2 separate regions of the Rattus norvegicus genome follow, and region 1 is linked to region 2. Evidence: chromatin contacts called from public Hi-C data. All regions are on one chromosome and are shown on one strand. Each heading gives the region's core, a stretch centred on a gene start, on an enhancer-like site or on the middle of the called end of the contact. The rest is flanking DNA. Distances are from core to core; before and after follow the strand shown.

Evidence for each region. Hi-C and Micro-C count contacts between places; a contact is called where the count stands out from the background.
Region 1: a contact with region 2 is called in a Hi-C map of the A7r5 cell line, with 1.7 times the contacts expected there. The contact joins the enhancer-like site here to the promoter of Wars2 in region 2. A contact is called at or near these places in 2 of 12 Hi-C or Micro-C datasets (the A7r5 cell line and mammary epithelial cells).

Annotation. Positions count from the first base shown.
Region 1 is chr2:189,242,505-189,247,300 of GRCr8, reverse strand. No RefSeq gene overlaps it. Among named protein-coding and RNA genes, the nearest start is that of Tbx15, 20 kb to the left of the region's middle. Within about 2 kb of position 2,115, at least 4 of the 93 cell types and tissues checked have an H3K27ac peak or open chromatin away from gene starts, as enhancers often do. A contact at or near this core is called in the A7r5 cell line, where this site is marked.
Region 2 is chr2:189,147,374-189,152,008 of GRCr8, reverse strand. It overlaps Wars2 (tryptophanyl tRNA synthetase 2 (mitochondrial)), which reads right to left and starts at 1,648. Exons shown (of 6, transcript NM_001168641.1): 1 at 1,549-1,648. The coding sequence starts at 1,638. LOC134485938 (a long non-coding RNA gene) reads left to right here and starts at 2,853. Exons shown (of 2, transcript XR_010064358.1): 1 at 2,853-2,992.

The DNA.
Region 1 (4,796 bases), core at 866-3,365, 95 kb before region 2:
CTTTCTAGAAGGGCCTAACCCTTACAGCACAAGGGTCTGAGTAAAGGTGAACTCATGCCATTTCTTTGGACTTCGTAGCTGTGATCTCTCTTGTCGCTGCGTGGACCTCTTTTGTGCGTGCTGGAGACGCGGAAGTGAAGTCTGAGACCTGACCACGGTCAGAGCTGAGTTCTCACCCCGACCTTTCCCATTTTCCGGACTTTTGAGGGTGTATTTTATTTTGCCTGGTAGGTCTGTGGGAGAAGACGCGGGATGTGTTTCTTCCTCAGACACCAGCGCTGCGATAGACTCCACCACCGTTTTGGAAAGCGAGGTTAGCTGTTTGCTCTTAGGGCTCTCAACTTTTACTTTGCATTCTTTGCAACTTTTTACTTTGCTATTCTGAGACACCCCAACACTCAAGTCCACAAACAAGCAAATTCTTTCTGGTCTTGGGGTTCTGGGCCAGCTCTCCCAATTCTTGGATATGGGAGAGGCCACGTCTTGCTTCTTTTCGAAGGATTTTAATCTCCTGGTTCACGAGGATCCTAGACATTAACCCCTTTGACAAAATCGGGACGAAAGGAACGGATACTGTTGTGACTTGGACTGTTTTGAGGTGTGTGGTCTAAGATCAGTTCAGTTTCGTTCACCACAGAACTCCTACCGCCACTCGCCGCCAGGTCCTGCAACCAGGCGAGCCAGGCCTTGGGCATGCTGCTCAGCCTGCGGCAGGTCTGGAAAGCCCGAGAGGTCAGGATGCTTGGGAAACCACTTCTGTGGCCGCAACTAGATTTTGAGGAGTTAGTAAGCAGTCCCCTAGGATCCACACTCTGCTCCCCTCTTCGCTCACCAGGTTCTACTAGTTCCCAAGGGTCATAGACTTGACTCTGTGTCACGGGGTGGGGGGGGGGGGGTTGGAGTAGGGGTGGGGGGCTGGCAGGTGTGCATTGTGATGCAGGTACAACTGCGGTGTTCATGCTCTGTTGTCCCCACAGCCCCGGCCTCCTCAGTTTCCAAGACCCAAAGGAAAGCTGCAGTGACTGTTCAGCGGTCCGAGAATTCTCGTGACATCACCTGGCCGACGGTGTAGCGTGCAAAGTTTATTTCCTAAGTTGCCTTCTACATTGCCCTCCCCTTCCCCCATCGCTTTCAGGTAAAGAAAGCGAATACTAGGAGAAGAAAATGTAGCAAAATCTAAGGTAGCAACCCAGGAAATTTAACAGTCACAAGACTGCCCCCAAGTGATTGTTTTCAGAATGGCAAAGCCGGCTACTTGGGGTTCGTCTTTGTAGCTAATCGCCTCTTAGCTGGACAATCATTGACTCCACACGTTTTCATTAGTTCCACAAGGAAGGAGGAACGGCTCCAAGAAACCCGCTGTTCGAAGACTCGGATAATTCGTCCAATTTGTCTTTCAGCCTTACTACTGTTAGCCTTTTAAACTGCACTTTCAACATCAAACTCCTCCCCAAGAGGCAGCATTCCTCCGCCCATCTACTTTCACTCCTTCACCTTCTTCCCAGTTTCCTCTTTTCGAAACAATAGCACGGGCCGCTGGAGTCGGTCTGATGATATAACCCTTAAGGTATTCACAAGCAGACCCGGGCCGAGTTATCAAAGGGCCGAGCTTTTTCTTCTGCTTTTTTAAAAAAGCTGTTTACTATTCAGGAAATTTGGTAATTATTTTTTTCTCTCTCCAAGTAGTGGCATTGCCCTCTTTCTTTTGATATTAGATCCTCCTCGGGCCCCTAGCTTCATGCTGTAGAAAGAGGAGAAAGCTGAAGGGACCGGATTCATTTTCCTTTACGTCATTATGTCTGCTAAAGACCAGCTGAGGGCTTCTGAGGCGCAGGAAGCCTGGAGCTGGGAAGAGTCTTCAGGCTCCCAGGGCAGAGGAGAGTAGCTAGAGAGTGGAGGTCTCGCTCATTTCTTTAAACTACAAGCTCAGGGCTTTTGTACCTCTCCTGACCACCTTCAGTGCTTTCATAATAGGATTGAAAAGACATCTCATGAAAGGAAAAGGAGTTCACAATTTTAAAAATGCTTTCGTTTAGGATGCTCCACGCAGAAACATAAGAGTGTGGGATGTGAACCTTTCTGATTAGTTTTGATATCTATTGTGTGGTTTCCCTGTGGCAGATACAGTGTACTACTGGTCACAGGGGACACTCATTAAATATTTGCTTGAGGAATTTTTGGGAAGAGCAAGGCAAAGGAGCTCCCAAAGAATTGGACATTTAATTCAATTACGTTTTTTAAAAATTCCTTCTCTCTCTCTCTCTCTCTCTCTCTCTCTCTCTCTCTCTCACACACACACACACACACACACACACACACACACACACACACACGACAGGGTTTCTCTTTGTAGTCTTGGCTGGCTGGCGAGGAACTCAGAGAGATCGTCCTGCCTCTGTCTCCTGAGTGCTGGGATTAAAGGCATGACCTGTCACCACCACCTATTTGGACTATTTTTGTTGTTGTTTATTTGTTTTTCAAGAGAGGGCTTCCTTTGGTAGCCCTAGCTGTCCTGGAATTGGCTCGGTAGACCAGGTTGACCTCAAACTCAAAGAGATCTGACTGGATCTGCCTTCCTAGTGCTGGGATTGAAGGCTTGTGCTCCCACTGTCCAGCTTAGTATGTCCTTCAAAGCACGAGTATGTATGCTGGAAAGTGGGAAACTGACTTCCTTTAATGAGGTGATGTTTTTTCTCCCCCACTAAATTGTGAGACCAGAGACTCAATGGCCATACTCTTGTTATAAACAACATCTTTCATATTATTGGACGATTGGTCACGTTGGAAAAATCATAAAGGTAAAACTCAGCTTAAAATAGGATGTATTTTGGGGTAGTAGTGGTCCACACCTTTAATCTCAGCACTCAGGAGGCAGAGGCAGGAAGATCTCTGAGTTCAAGGCCAACCTGGTTTACAGAGCAGACTCCAGATAGTCAGGGCTACTCAGAGAAACCCTGTCTCAGGGGTAGAGGGAAAGAGGGAGCATAGTAAGTGAAATTCAACATGCAGGCATCCTCTTGGGATATCTGCTACCCTGCAAGAAGGTAATAGTGGCCCAGGGCTAAGGAAGTTTCAGTTGAGATTCCCTCAATTTAATTACAGCTTTTCCTACCCGAATTCTCTTCAGAACCATTACACCTTCCTCCCACCTTGCCACATTAGGGTGTGTAACTATAGAGAAGATGAAGCAAGGGTGGCATCCCTCCGATGGCCTCCCTACTCCTCTTCTGACCTCTTCACTCCTCACACTCCTTCTCTTCTGCACCCTCTCTCTTTGAAGGCCTTTGCATTTGTTCTTCCTCTGGCTGGCTGAGTTTTCTCCCAGATATCACACAGCTCTCTTTGAACCATTAAGTCTTCCATATACATTTTAAAACATTACTTGCAAGCCTATATCATTTTTCCCTTTTAAAAAACCAAAATAGATCCCCCCCCCCATATAATACATTTTGATTATGGTTTTCCCTCCAACTTCTCCCAGACTTTGCCCCAACTCTCCACCTACCCAAATCCACACCACTTCTTTCTTTCTCAGAAAACAAACAGGCATCTAAAAATGAAAACACAGAAAAGAGCCAAAGAAAAAGCACAAGAAACATAGATTTGCACCCGCAGCACAGAAATTCTATAAAACACAAAAGTGCAAACCATAACACATAGGCAACGGCCTGTGAGGTTAAAAAGAAAAAAACATCACGAGTCAAAACAAAACAAAAACAAAAACCAACCGATCAAATACCCTAAAAAGCACTACTGAGTTCACGAGTTCATTTCGTGTTGCCCATCTACTGCTGGGTGTGATTTCTATAACCAGTGAGACTCCGGGGGAGAAAACTAATTTTTCTTTTGTGGGTGCTTGTCAGTCCACTGGAGACAGCTTCTCGGTTAGCGATTGGAGCTTGTGTTCATGTCCTCTCTCAGTGCTAGGACCCCATCTTGCTAGACCTGAGCAGGCGCTGTGCACGCTGCTATCGCCTCTGAGAGTTGTATGTGTGACAGTCATGCTGTGTCTAAAAGGCCTGGTGCGCTCTGACTCTTACAATTTTCCTATCTCCTCCTCTGCAGAGTGCCCTACGCCCCGAGGGAAGGGTTTGATGGAGACATTCCACCTAAGACTGAGTGTTCCAGGGTCTCGCACTCTCTGCACACTGCCCAGCCATGGGTCTTTATCTGTTTCCATCTCCTGCAGGAGGAAGGTGACAATGGCCGAGCAAGACGCCGATCGATGGCTCTAGGACAATATGGTTTGAGTCACTTTATTTGCAATTTTATTTTATTTTATTTTATATTTTTAAAAAGCACCCTCTGTTAGTTTGCCAGGGCTACTGTAACAAGACACTATAGGCTGGGTGATGTGGCTGACATTGGCTTATGACTGTGGATTCTAGAAGTTGCAGGTTAAGGTATGGGCAGGTCTGGCGTTCTCTAAGGATGCCTTCTGCCTTTGTTCTCATGTTCCGTGTTTCCATGTGCACACTCCTGGTGACTCTTTGGGCATTCCTTTTAAAGACTCTTCATGTGAAGAAAGACACCAGTTGGGTTTTGTTGTAGTGCACATTAACAGACTCAGCTTTTAGGTTGTGTGTGTGTATGTGTGTGTGTGTGTGTGTGTGTGTGTGTGTGTGTGATATACATATATACATATATATTATGTATATATGTATATTAGGTATATGAGTATTTTGCTTGCATTTATCTCTGTCTATACACCACCAGGTGTATGCCCTGGTCCCCTTGTTTGCTGCCATGTAGGCTGTGGGAATCAAATCCAGGTCCCATAGTAGAGCAACGTGCTA
Region 2 (4,635 bases), core at 399-2,898:
TTATTTTGAGACAAAGAATTTCACTTAATTACCCAGACTGGTCTTAAACTTGTGACCCTCGCCCCTCTGCTTCTGCCCTCAGAATAGCTGGGATGACAGGCCTCTGCCATCAGACTGGGCTTGCCTCATCTTCCATGCCATCCTTTCTAACTGATGTGCGTTATGACTTGGCAGAAACTAACTTTAATATTTAATTCTTTTCATTTAAAGCTAAACCAGGGGTTCTTAAACAGCAATCTGTCCTAGATATTTTTGGTTGCATACACATTAATATGTCTATCATAGTCTAGAAAAATGAAATTCCCAAACCTCAAGGAAAACACTGGATGATTAAAGCTGGAATCAATTCTTAACTAACACTGTCTCTTAAAATGTAAAGTAACATTGAAACAGTTGTTTGCTGAGTTTCCAGTACTGTGTCTTTTGTTCTTATAGAATCTTGTGAGGTTTACATTAATGAAGAAACAGAAGTCCAGAGAATGAACAGTGTGGATGATATGAAATATACTATTACATGTTAGTTTTCATCTACTCTTGCTGGCTATGTTTTCTTCATGGTCATGAGCCCACATGCTTTGCAGGCTTGGAAGTATATGAACATGCCAATCAGTCCTATTCTCCCTCTCTCCCATCTGCTAAAGAAAATGAGCCCAGAGGATTGCGATTGGTTCTATAACACTGCTAACAAATGTGCGAAAAAGCCAGAAACTTTTACGACCCAAGCCAGCATGCCTTTCGATAATACATCAGTTAGAAGATGACATCCTCGTGTCATATCAGTGATCAATGGCTATGAATATGCACCGTGTAAAAATTACTTCATCACAGAAGTTCAAATTTTCTTCCCGCTCTCAGACATTACTTCCGTGATCATCTATGTCAAAATGCCATAATTCTAGAATGTTTTGTGTTTATTTGAAAGCATATTTCCTGCTACTTTACGTCTCCGCGGGTACAATGCAAATGTGGCGGGTGTGGACATAATGGATCATGCTCGTCAGCACAGTCATGGTAACCGCAGTGCTGCCAGGCAGGTAACAGTATGAAGCACCTTGGCAGCTTGTTGCTGTTGTTTACAGGGCCTGGTAGATGCAGGTGCCTAGTGGTACAGAGGTATTTGCTCGCGTTTCACACCCTAGCTACTGCACCAACCTAAACAACCCAATTCCAAGAAAACTTTTCTGATTTCTCCGCTGTTCACGGGGGAGTTGTTAGGGGAAGGAGGCTAAAAACTTAATAGAACGGTCGCAAAGCAATTAGGCCTCTGATAACGTCACGCTCCTTCCAGATGGCTTCCCGCGTTGCCTGGCAACGCTGGCCACGTGGCCGGGCGGCGGATGCTTTCCTGCAGCAGCACCTCCTGCTGTCACGTGTGTGTGCAGCGTTGCTGCGCTGAGTCGGGGACTCACAGGCTAATGGACCTCGGAGAGAAAGTGTGGAGGGCTCTTTACAGGAAGCAGGAAGAGAGAAATAAGTGGCGGAAGGGAAGGGGAGCGGGAAGGCGCACGCAGGACCGCAGGCCTAAAGCAGAAGGTCGGCTCGGGTTACCTGGGGAGCCGCAGTAGCTGTGGGTCCTTTATGAAGTGCCCGGATGAAGCGCCAGCACTCACGCGCCTTCCGCACGGAGAACAGCGCCATCTTGAGAAGGGCGGAGCCGCCGACTCAGGATGACGTCTGCAGGCGAGCCGAAGTTGTGCTTACTGCGCATGCGCTTGTCTTCTGGGCTGCCGCTAGCCGAAGTAGCTATAAAGGGCTGTTCCTAAATTGCAGAGCAGGTGCGCCTTGGAACGAGGTAGCTCTGGACTTTTGTGTTTTCCCCACCATCTTTCCCTTTGAGCCAGCTTCCTTGAAGGAGACGTTGTCCCCTCCGGAATCAGTTGCTGCACTTTAGACGTGGAAGTAAAGGAAATCACTCACCCTAAACCAAGGCTAAAAACAGACCCATGGCTCCTGGAATCCTGCGATTTCTCGGAGATTGAAAGTGGAGAAAATAGGCAGTTTCCCACCCTGAAGTTTCCAAAAGCAGTCAGTGACTCTGGCGAAGCCTTGCCCCACCGACCTGTTCTCTACTACAAAACTACACCGCTTGCTCTCCTGTGCTCACTGAAACTGAACCTAAGAGCACCGACCTCTAAGATCAATAAAAGTCAGCTCTTCTGGTTTTGAGGTTGAACTGGGTTGATTTTATTTTCCTTTCATTGACTTAATTCTTACAGGAAAAAGTTAAGTAGGTTGTTGTTTTGATCTAGCTACCTGATGCAGCTTTCTTTTCGTGTCGAATGAAGCCTGCTTCTCTTAGAGGACCACAAGGGGCTTTTTGAGACCTTCACGGTGGTCATCGGGTCTACAACTTCAGTCTAGTGCCCTGAGTGAAACACTGATGGATATGTGTGTACCTTGCCTTCTGGTAATGTGGGGTCTAATGGGTAGCAGATAATGAATTATGCATACTGATGAGCTGATAAAGAAGCAAGTATCAAGTTCAGAGTGGACAATGCTTAGAGCTGCAGTGCTTCATGGTGGTTCGGTAACAATGTAATGACACCAAGGATGCCTGATGGAAGATGTTCTGTGTAAAGATGGTTGACTTCTCTCGGTGAACTGGAAACTCTCAGATTAAGCATTGGTAAAAATATATTGAGCAGATTTGGCACGATCCCATTGCATTTGTTATATTAGTCTAAGAAACATCTATGGAAAATTATCAAAGGGTCATGGGAGGTAAGCTGTGCATGAGATGCCTGAGGAACTGAAATCTAAAGATAAAACTCGAGTCAGACTATAAAGTCTGTGAAGCATGCAATTGTCCCTGACAAGTTGGAAGTGAGCAGGAAAGGAGTTAGAGGTATGAGGTGGAGAAGCTGAAGAAGCCATGGTTCCTCCCTCAGTAGAACACAGCAATACGATTTTGGTGCATGTATTTCCGGGTGCAATGCAGTTTGACAGCATACCCGAGTATGGAGCCAAAGAGACACTTGAGCTATGAAACATGGTAATAAAAGCCAAAACATGAATAAACTAAGTAGAATTTAGAATTAAAAGTGGTCAAGTAATGGAAATAAAAGTGGCCAGGAGTTAATAGAAAACTCAAAAACACCTGGTGTAGCTGAAGCCCAGGACAAAGCCAGTCAGGAGAAGAGATAGACAAGGCTACCATAGCACGGGGTTTTATAAATGCCTTAGGTGTCCAGTCTTCAGATAGAAAGCAAAGAACTACTGTTTGAATAGTTAAACAATTAATTAGTTTATAACCCTAGGATTTAACTTCTAACATTCTTGGCCATCCAGATTGCAGAATAAAAAACCCTGAGCCAGTGGTGCCAGACTTTTTCCGAGTCTTCTGCCCAGGTGCCTATGACTGGTAATGTTTTAATGGGAGAATATCTCCAGTATACATTCCTGGTAAAGATAGTTTATCAATCCTCTACTTCAATAATGTTTGAATAAGTCATTTGCTGTAGTGACTCATTATTAGGAAAACATCTCTCACATTATAATGAATCCCTTACATACTTTTGCTGGATCTCACAGCTAAGTTAATAATAAACCTTGAAGTCAATAAAGATTCCTATGCTTCCATATACTCAGCCAGTTTTGTTTGTTTTTTTCTTTATTAACTTGAGTATTTCTTTTTTTTTCTTTATTAACTTGAGTATTTCTTATTTACATTTTGATTGTTATTCCCTTTCCCTGTTTCTGGGCCAACATCCCCCTAACCCATCGCTCTCCCCTTCTTTATGGGTGTTCCCCTCCCCACCCTCCCCCCATTACCGCCCTCCCCACAACAATCACGTTCACTGGGGGTTCAGTCTTAGCAGGACCCAGGGCTTCCCCTTCCACTGGTGCTCTTACTAGGATATTCATTGCTACCTATGAGGTCAGAGTCCAGGGTCAGTCCATGTATAGTCTTTGGGTAGTGGCTTAGTCCCTGGAAGCTCTGGTTGCTTGGCATTGTTGTACATATGGGGTCTCGAGCCCCTTCAAGCTCTTCCAGTTCTTTCTCTGATTCCTTCAACGGGGGTCCCGTTCTCAGTTCAGTGGTTTGCTGCTGGCATTCGCCTATGTATTTGCTGTATTCTGGCTATGTCTCTCAGGAGAGATCTACATCCGGTTCCTGTCGGCCTGCACTTCTTTGCTTCATCCATCTTACCTAATTAGGTGGCTGTATATGTATGGGCCACATGTGGGGCAGGCTCTGAATGGGTGTTCCTTCTGCCTCTGTTTTAAACTTTGCCTCCCTATTCCCTGCCAAGGGTATTCTTGTTCCCCTTTTAAAGGAGTGAAGCATTTGCATTTTGATCATCTGTCTTGAGTTTCATGTATTCTGTGCACCTAGGGCAATTCAATCATTTGGGGTAATAGCCGATTATCAATGACACTCAGCCAGTTTAAACTGCCTTTAAAAGAACAAGGGAAAGAGGAAATGCTAAATTCCAAAAAAAAATAAGTAAAGAAAGCAATGAAATAACCAACCTTACTCACCTTGGATTTATTTCCCAGGCAATCAACTTTTATAACCTGAGCTAATGCTTTGCTGTAATCTTAAAATAAATACCCATCTATGCCTCTGACCTAGAGAGCAAAGGATATATGTATGTGTGTGTGTGTTATATGGTAATCATTTGTTGAAAGGAA